Linked DNA regions of Arachis hypogaea: region 2 is linked to region 1. The links are chromatin contacts, called in public Hi-C maps. All regions are on one chromosome and are shown on one strand. Each heading gives the region's core, a stretch centred on a gene start, on an enhancer-like site or on the middle of the called end of the contact. The rest is flanking DNA. Distances are from core to core; before and after follow the strand shown. Region 1 overlaps LOC112708436 (a long non-coding RNA gene). Region 2 holds the start of LOC112707389 (CBS domain-containing protein CBSX5).

Evidence for each region. Hi-C and Micro-C count contacts between places; a contact is called where the count stands out from the background.
Region 2: a Hi-C map of an unstated tissue shows a contact between it and region 1, with 5 times the contacts expected there. The contact joins the promoter of LOC112707389 here to the enhancer-like site in region 1. A contact is called at or near these places in 5 of 8 Hi-C or Micro-C datasets (leaf and an unstated tissue).

Annotation. Positions count from the first base shown.
Region 1 is chr8:39,207,810-39,212,828 of arahy.Tifrunner.gnm2.J5K5, forward strand. It overlaps LOC112708436 (a long non-coding RNA gene), which reads left to right. Exons shown (of 2, transcript XR_003156334.3): 1 at 1-71; 2 at 219-433. Among protein-coding and RNA genes, the nearest start is that of LOC112708436, 2.6 kb to the left of the region's middle. Within about 2 kb of position 3,647, at least 1 of the 3 cell types and tissues checked has open chromatin away from gene starts, as enhancers often do.
Region 2 is chr8:39,279,406-39,284,138 of arahy.Tifrunner.gnm2.J5K5, forward strand. It overlaps LOC112707389 (CBS domain-containing protein CBSX5), which reads left to right and starts at 2,256. Exons shown (of 2, transcript XM_025759103.3): 1 at 2,256-2,803; 2 at 3,040-4,126. The coding sequence starts at 2,445. The coding sequence ends at 3,904.

The DNA of each region.
Region 1 (5,019 bases), core at 2,397-4,896:
ATTTTGTGATAGAATCCAAGGATTTTTTCAGAAAATTCGTTTTTCAATCTCTTCACATGGCACACTCCAAGGTTCTACTCAAACTTCAACAATTCTCAATTTCGCTGTTTATTTGTACATACATTTTTGAAGACTAAAATTTCATATTTTCAATTTGTTCTATTTTATCCTGTTGATTCAGATTTTATTTTTTCCATTTTTTGTTTGTGTTGTGATAGAAGGGTCTAGGTGATAACATGTTTCCAAAAGACGGTGGCGTCGTTGAAAATGTCAGATATGGTGTCATTGTTGATGAGACCAAAGGTGAAGACAGAGGAGTTGAAGAAGCGTGTGAGGCTGAAGCGGTTGAAAATCTTGTTAAAGAGCTTGGGAGTGACAAAATAAAGCTAGACTATTCTTACTTATAATTTTAAGATCAAACACTCTTTTTTTATTTTCATCTTCATCATCATCTTCTTCTTATTTTCTTCGGACACACTCTTCTCTCTTTTGGAATTGTATAAAACTTCATTCACAAGGCTACTCAACAATAAAAATAAGAAGAAAAAGAAGAAGTGAAGGAGAATGAATCAACACCTAAAAACCTTTAATACGTTAATCAAATCAAAAGTATATGTTTTTCTGATTTCGGAATATGACCGAATAAAGGAGGAAAGGGGTTGGGGAGGAAACTCGATGGTTGATATTTTTCTTAATAAATACAAAATAATGTCGTTTTAGTAAAAATAGGTCTAACTCAACTTTTCGATGATGGAAAGTAGCTTAAGGATTACTATGAATTTCAGAGCGCAAATTTAAAAATAAATTTAAATAATTATTAATTTTAGAGATCACTTTAAAATTTAAATATAACTTCAAGAATCATTTTAAAACTTAACTCATCTATAACTTTTATCGTATTTTATATTTTTCAATGCTGTTGTATTTTCGTAGTATCTATCATATCCATGTGTTATATTTATATACATGCTTTATAGCTATTTAGTCAAAGCACCAAGCCTGATCACTTGGCATATTTAAATATGAAATGTTATTCGACTTATTTGTACTTTCAAATAAATGTAAAATACTTATGTGGAAGAGCTAAAAGCAAGAAATTAGAGACAAATAAATAGAGGAAATTATAAAAAAAAATGGTCTCCAAAGATTTACGCGCGGATAGAATATTTCGAAAAAAGCAAAACCAAAATATGCTTTAAAAAAATTTTAAAAAATGACCAAAATAACAACAAAATGTCAATTTTACAAGTGGTAAACTTTTTTCGGTATTTGACGAACTGGTTTGTAATTTACTCAAATGTTTGTAGAAATATTTGAATATCTATTTAAAAAATGTATAAAAAATAAATGAATGTAAAATTTGATTTCTAAGCTGTTTTTTATTTTTTAAAATTTAGAGTCGTTCACAAAAACAAAATTTCAACTTTGTAAAATTACTTAAACTTTAATTATTAAAGTATCTTATTTTTTTAATCATGTAAAAATTGAAAATAAAATCGAATCTCTAATATTATTTTAAAATATATATTTAATATCTAATTATTTTTAACATTTTAAATTTTTTAGAGATATTTTTTATCGTTTTAATCCTTGAAGAATATCTTTTTTGATAATCTTTTAAGAATATTTTTAGCATATTACTCCAAATATATAGTTCTCATATGCATCTTCAGTCTGAATATTAATGAGTTTATTTATTTATTTATTTATCTTTTTGGTCCTCCCGTGGATTAATATAATGAGTTAACTATCAATTTGGTACTCGAAAGATTTAGATTCCGATAATTTTTTTTGAAAAAAGTTATTGACAAAACAGTCTCTGAATAATTTGAAATTGCAACAAAATAATCAATAAATATTATATTTTTTATAAGTGACAAAAAATTTTCGTATTTAATAAACAACTTATCCATTTTATTCTAACTTTATAACAATATTTGAATAAATATTTAAAAGGTTTTTTTTAGTTTTTCTTTTTATTTCTTAAAAAATATGGTCATTCACAATAAAAAAATTAAAAAATTACTTAATATAAAATTATTAATTTTTGAAAAAGAAAAGATCTTATTTGTCTAATGATGATTGTAAAAAATTACATCAAAATATGATCTCTAAAATATTTTTAAAAAATATATATTTAATATTTTGTTTATTTTATTATATTTTTAAATATTTCAGAATATTATTTATTGTTAGTATCTTTCAAATTATTTTTGTTAATGATATCAACTTTGAATATCATTTTTAGTAGTTTACTCTAATATAATATCCCAACATAATATTACAACATTCACCCACTCTCGCTTTTTTTTTTGATGGATTGGACAACCCAATTTAGGTTACACAACACATTTACTCGCACACACACTACTACTATTAACATGAGTTCTATATTTTTCATTGAGGATTCAAACCTGGGTGCAGCTCCGAGCGACACAGATGATGCTGCTATTGATCCAAGGCCTTGGCTGCACGCACTCTCACACTTAATGTCAAGGGTTCTCATCTACTATTGGCCCAATCAAATTTCGAACCCAATCATAAAATGGACTCCATTGGAAATATAGAGCCCAAATGTATTTTGCATAAGGCTATGTAAATTATATCTACGCGTATTATTGAGGCCCGAGTTTTATTGTTGTTGTATGTTATCAACTTGTTATGTATGACAAAAAATAATGAACATATTACTAATTTACTATGCTGCATTTACACAAAAAGAAAACCCAAGCACATAGCATATAGTATATAGATATTAAATTTGGTATATCGCATATTTGCAGCTGCTTTTCTTAAAAAGATAAAAATAATTCTTTTAAATTAAAAATTAGGAAGCATTCTTAACAAAATTCAAACCAAGTCAGACTAAGTACTTAAAATATAGTAAATTATAGATTAAACTCAGATTAATTAACTACATTGTAAGACTGGCTTATTAAGAGTAAAATTTATAAGAGACTCTCACTGAAAATTTTCCATAAAATTAACAAATGTATGCCTCGTAGACCAATTAACAAATTAATTTAATTTTAATATATTTTTAGTATAAAACAGTTTTACACATACATCTAATTACGTATTGTCACGTTATAAAAAATAATTATTTTTTATATTGATTATATAAATGATCATCTAAAAAAATAGATGTGATTGAATGACAATTTAAAATATTAATACATTAAAATTAAATTCTTAATAAATACGTACTAACTTCTAAATGCCTTCCTTTCTTCATTTGTGTTGCTATTAGCATAGCTTATAATATTACTCTCATTTTTAAAATAGTTATCTCTTTTACTTTTTAAATTTATTAAAAAATAATTTTTTTCCTTTTCAAATTTTTAATGAATTTCAAAAGTAAAAAAGAAAAAACTTATTTTGTGAAGCGAGTAATTTGAAAAAGTAATAAATTATTCTATTTTTTTCAATTTTTTTGGCTGGGAAAATTTTTTCACCTTATATTTTCTTTGGAAGGCTTTTATATATATATATATATATATATATATATATATATATATATATATATATATTATTTTTCTTTTCTTGGTGGGCGGAGGAGGTCAAGACTCAAGCTTATACTCATATTTTGGGTCAAAACGTCGTTTTTCTTGTGTCCTTTGGAAACTCCAGTAATTATTATTTTGGAGTCCAGCCCATGGAAAAGGGCTTACATTGGTGTCTAAAAGTCCAAAATGGAAACACGAGGTGCATGCATTTGCATTCTGCCACACTTTTCTTCACTTATTTGAGGCGCTCTTTAATAGAGTGGATCCTCTCTCCGGTAGACAAAAAAATTTAATACTGTCTAGTATTTAATTTTATCTTTTATTATTTTTTATTTATTTTTATCTTATTTATAAAATTAAACGTGAGAGATTATACTTCATTCTCTTAAATATTAAAAAAATAGAAATGATCTATTTCCACTCCTTAACGACATTTATAAATAAAATTTTGAGTAAATAGTCAAAATCGTCCCTGAAAGATACCCAATCTCTATTTTGGTCTTCGAGAGATAAAAATAATCAAAATCGTCTCTGAAAGATACACGATTGATCACGTTAGTCCTTCCGTTAGTTGGATGATGACGTGTCACGTTAAGTGCCACGTGGCATACGATGACGTGGATGGCTAATGCCACGTGTCAAAAGATAATTGGTTGACATGTCAGATCACTGACACCTGGCATGCCACGTGGCATTTGACATGTAAAAAAGTTATTTATAATCAAAATAGTCCTTGAAAGATACCCCATAAGTCATTTTCATCCCTGAAATTTTAAAAATTAATCAAATTAGTCCTTATATAAGTTTTTTTTTTATTTTTTCTTGATAATATTAAATTTAAAATATTTTTTGATACTACTAATTTTAATAGAAATTTAATTGACAATTAAAAAATTAGTAATTGTATCTTTTCTTCTTAAAAATTTTTTCAATAAAATTACTCTCCCTTAATTCTTCTCAAAATCTCTATTATTCTTTTCTATTCTAAAACTTTTTTTACATTACTATTACATTTTGCTAGAATATATATATACTCAAAAGTCAAAATATTGAAAGTCAAAATTCAAGAAGATCCACAAATTTTGCTTCAATTTCAAACTTTACAAAATATTAAAAATTTGTTGCTTAATTATTATTATTATTATTATTATTATTATTATTATTATTATTATTATTATTATTATTATTATTATATATGCTAAACGAATTGCTTCTTAAGCTATTACATGCAATTATCATAATAAATTTTTGTGTGTTTCATATGTTTGAGATAGATTATATAATTTTTCTTTTAATATCACTACCATTACATCCTATATGTAAATAATACCGTAATGGAAAAAAATATGTAGTAAAAAAAAATAGTGGTATAACTTTGTTTAAGTTAACATACATAAATTTTGATTTTAAGCATATAACTTTATTTAGGTTAACAAATACATTCATTTCAATTTTGAGTATATATATATATATATATATATATATATATATATATATATATATATATATATAT
Region 2 (4,733 bases), core at 1,006-3,505, 70 kb after region 1:
GTCTTCTTTGTTCAATTCATTCATCACTAACCTACAAAAATAAAAGATTAACAGCTAGCTATCTATCAACAACTCTGTTAAATTATATATATATTAAATCCATAAATTTAATTTGAGTTAGTCTAGAACGGCCAGTATAATATCTGCTATTTGTTGTAGATATATATAGCTTGAAAATTACAAACAATAATGGAATCAGTTTGATTTCTTATTTCATATAGGAGTATCATTTAATTTTGTTGTTTCCTTCACTGAAAATTTTCTGAAATGTCCTTATATATAAATCTAGCAATTGAAGTGAAGTGTTAGAATGACAATTGAGAGAAGCGAGCAAGCTTAAAACTTTAATTTGCGTAGTATAATAATCTTCACCTATTTTAATGTAAGAAAAAAGATATGTCCACATCTTTTCTGCCTATAACTAGTGATGTATGTTACATTGTGTTTAGAAATATAAAGCTAAGGGTAGTATAATAATAAGGATAATATTAGAGAAATATATTTAGATGACACTTTTATTTCTTTTATTTATAAAATATATATACACTTTAGTTTATTTCACTAATATTCATCAATAATATTTATAATTATACATATAAATTAATGATAATTATTTGGTTGATTTAAATAATAATAATAATAATAATAATAATAATAATATAAAATATATTTATTATTATTACTATTATATAAATTTTATTTAATTTTAATATTTTTATCACATAATATAAAACTTTATAACTTTTTAAAAAATTTAATTAAATTTTTTTATATATTTCATAATTATTAATATAATAAATTTATTTATTTTTAATAGTTTATTATTAATTATAAAATAGAAAATTTTTTAATTAAATATTTTTTAAACAAGTTAAATATTTTATATTTTATCATTAAAAATAAATAAAATTATTTAACTAATAAAAAATATATTTTATATTATTATTTAAATCAACCAAATAATTATCACTAATTCATATATTTATATATATAATTATAATTATAAAGATAATTGATCGGTATTTTGGTAAAATAGACTAAAATATATATTATTTTAATTTTGCCATAGATAAGAGTATACATTTTATAAATAAAAAAAGTACTATTTAGATACAAAAATATTATTGCACATAAAAAATTAGTTATTATTATATATTTGTGTATAAAATATAGGAAAAGTCTAGGAGGGCAGTAATTTATGTGTTTTGTGGTCAGCACTTAATCATCAAAAGAAAAGTGAGTGATCTCCTATCATTGAATGTAATCTCACACCATTAAAAATACTATTGATGGCCAATTAATGATTACAAAACATAAAAGTTGCTAATCCCCTAACACTCATCTAAAATATATATAATATAATTTATTTTTAATATATATTTTATATTTTAATATATATTTTATAATAATAATTAATTTTAATAGATAAGTTTAATATTCTTTAAACATGGTTGATTGGGCCATCTTACAAACGAGAAGATTGTAATTTTCTCAAAATACTATTAAATGCCCTTTAATTAATGAAGCGATATAAAATAATGGAAATAATTTTCAATATCTTCATAGAGGAAAAATATAATCTAAAACAATGATATTCAATAAAGTAATAAATAAGTGGTTATTAATCCTTATTGAATTTATAAAATTTATCATGTATTAGACTTATAACTTTGATTTAAAAATAATTAGACTCTTATTTAAATTTCACTGTTCCAACTTAATTCTTTTATAGATTGCTATTATAATTGATAATTCAACAATAAATTTTGCATTAAAAATGTTAGATGTCGTCGTTGACAAAAATAATTAAGTTAAAATAACAAAGAAAAGAAGAACAAAATACCAATAATTAGGTTACTAAATTTTAAAATTTCTTTCATAATTTATTGTCCATTTAAAAAAATTCGGTAACATTGATTTTCTTACCAATTATATCTTTTTGCTTAGTATAACTTTTTTTTTTCAACCATATGAAATGTTTTTCTAGTATTACTAACATTTTTAAGATTAAGAGAGATTTTATAAATTAATTTTGCTTTTGATAATTTTAATGCTATTAAATTATTTTCTTGATTTATATTAGCCTTTAATAAATTTTGATACTTAATTAATACAAGAGGGATATACTTAATTAAACCCTTAAACAGAATTTCGATCAGCATCGTTGATAGACCAGGTTAAGAAATACATTAAAAAACCAAAATAAATAAACTAAATTCTTAGCTTAATTATAAAAAAAAAATTGAAATAATGATGTCAAAGTGAAAGTATTGATAGCGCGTTTATTCACCTCCCTTCCATTTTCCAAGTTGTGAACTTGAACTTGTCCTTCCTCCTATAAATACCAACACCTTTGTCTCACAGAACACACCATTTCCAACCACCACAAGCACCGCCTTACACCGCCACCACCACCGGAACCCCCTCGGAATCTGTTCATTTGCATGGCAGTGAGCTTTCTGCAGGAACGCGAGGTATCCGACCTCTGCCTTGGGAAACCACCGTTGAGGTCCCTCTCTGCTTCCTCCACCATCGCACACGCCTTGGCTGCTCTGAACAACTCGGAAGACAACTTCATCAGTGTCTGGACCTGCGATCATCGCAGCAAGAAGGAAGAAGAAGGAGAAGAAGAAGGAGGTGAGTGCTGTAGATGCGTTGGCAAAGTGTGCATGGTTGATGTTGTTTGCTTCCTTTCCAGGGAAGACAACCTCTTGTCTCCCTCTCAAGCTCTCAAAGCTCCTCTTTCTGTTATTCTCACTCAAGCTCCGCCTCGGATCGTCGTGCATCTAGAACCTTCTTCCACGTAACTACCTTTCTCTCTGCTCCAAATGTTAGACATCATATTTTTCCTTCAATTTTCTGAATCTGAAATTTTAACTCATAGTAGATAAAGTGAATTTAGATTTTAATTACTGAGGCTTGTTTACTATTGATCCTTTTTACTAATTAGTAAAATCTTGAACAACCTGAATCTGATGCTTTATTTTTTCTTGCTAAAACTTGAAATTTATTAACTTTTTTTTTTTGGGGTAAATATAGTTTACTGGAAGCAATTGATCTGATTCTCCAAGGAGCACAGAATCTTGTGGTGCCGATTATAGCAGCAACAAGAAAGAGTGGAATCTCAAGAAGAAAACAGATTCAGATTCAGAAATCATTGTCAACAAGCCACAATGGGCGTGAATTCTGCTGGATAACGCAAGAAGATGTGATTAGATTCCTACTTGGCTCCATTGGCCTCTTCACCCCTCTCCCTGCACTCTCTATTGACTCCCTCGGCATCATTTCCACCGATGTTCTTGCCATTGACTACTACTCCCCTGCATCCTCGGCGTTACCGGCGATTTCCAAGTCTCTGGCGGATCAAACTTCTGTTGCCATTGTTGATAGTGATGGCACCTTCATTGGGGAGATTTCGCCCTCTACTCTTGGTTGTTGTGACGAGACGGTTGCGGCCGCCATCGCCACTCTCTCCGCCGGGGACCTGATGGCCTACATTGATGGCGGTGGACCCCCGGAGGATCTTCTCAGAGTGGTGAAGGCCAGGTTGAGGGAGAAGAATTTGGAGAAAATGCTTCAAGAATTCATGATTTTGTCGCCTTTAGCTAGCGACGCTTCTTCGGCCTCATCTGCATCCTCGTCTGACGAGGAGTCCTCGTCGGCCAGAATGCGGATGAGGCCTGGCGGAAGGTACTCTAAATCGTCGAGCTACTCGGCGAGGATGGTGAGGAAGGCTGAGGCCATAGTGTGCCATCCAAAGAGCTCACTTGTTGCTGTGATGATTCAAGCAATTGCTCATAGAGTGAACTACTTGTGGGTTATTGAAGATGATTGCAGCTTAGTTGGCATTGTAACATTCTCAAATATGTTGAAAGTTTTCAGAGAACATTTAGAGACTATGTAAGAGGATTTAGGAGAATTGAGGGAATGTTTGGTGTCAAAGATTTTGGCTTTGGAATTAATGTTGTTGATATTATTAGAGAAAAAGCATAAATCATGTCTTATGAACATGGAGCTTCTTCGGTTGTGACTTGTGAATGTTGAGATGTTTGGCTAAGTGAGCTTTTGGTTCTGCTTTATTTTTCTTACTACTTCCTTTCTAATAAATTCCCTTTCAAACTCTGAATCTTCTTGTTTCAGTTTTCCTTTATACAACCTGTCTTTCGCCAATTTGATATGATACTTTAAAATTAAAAAATTACCATTTCAATAAAAATAATGTTGTGTAAAATATTTTACAATTTTTTTACATCAAAATTGATCTCTCTCATAAAACTACTGTCAATAATAACTATTCACTGTTGATAGAATATTTTTTGGGATCTAGATTTAGCCAATTCAATCCATACATAATTGTACTTAAGATCATGATTTAGAAGAGTTAGAGTTGTTGAACTATACTCAGGTGAGAGATTCTATTTCCCGGTAGAACCAAATGAGATTGATGCATGCATGGATGAGTAGAAGAAAAGCAAAGAGATATATGGAGAATTTTGGTTGTCAGAAATTGTGTGGTTAAGATTGAAGCACATGGCCAATTTTACACATTTTATTTGTTAGCTACAACTTCCCATAAAAACACTAATTAACTTGTGAAGATGTGTATATGCCATGTGATTCTTGTTAAGTACTTCCAACATAAAGGACCGAATCTTTCATCATTTGTTCACAAAAATAGTATTTATGTTCAGTTTAACTCTTGCTTCATCATATGGAAAGAAAGATTCTGATTC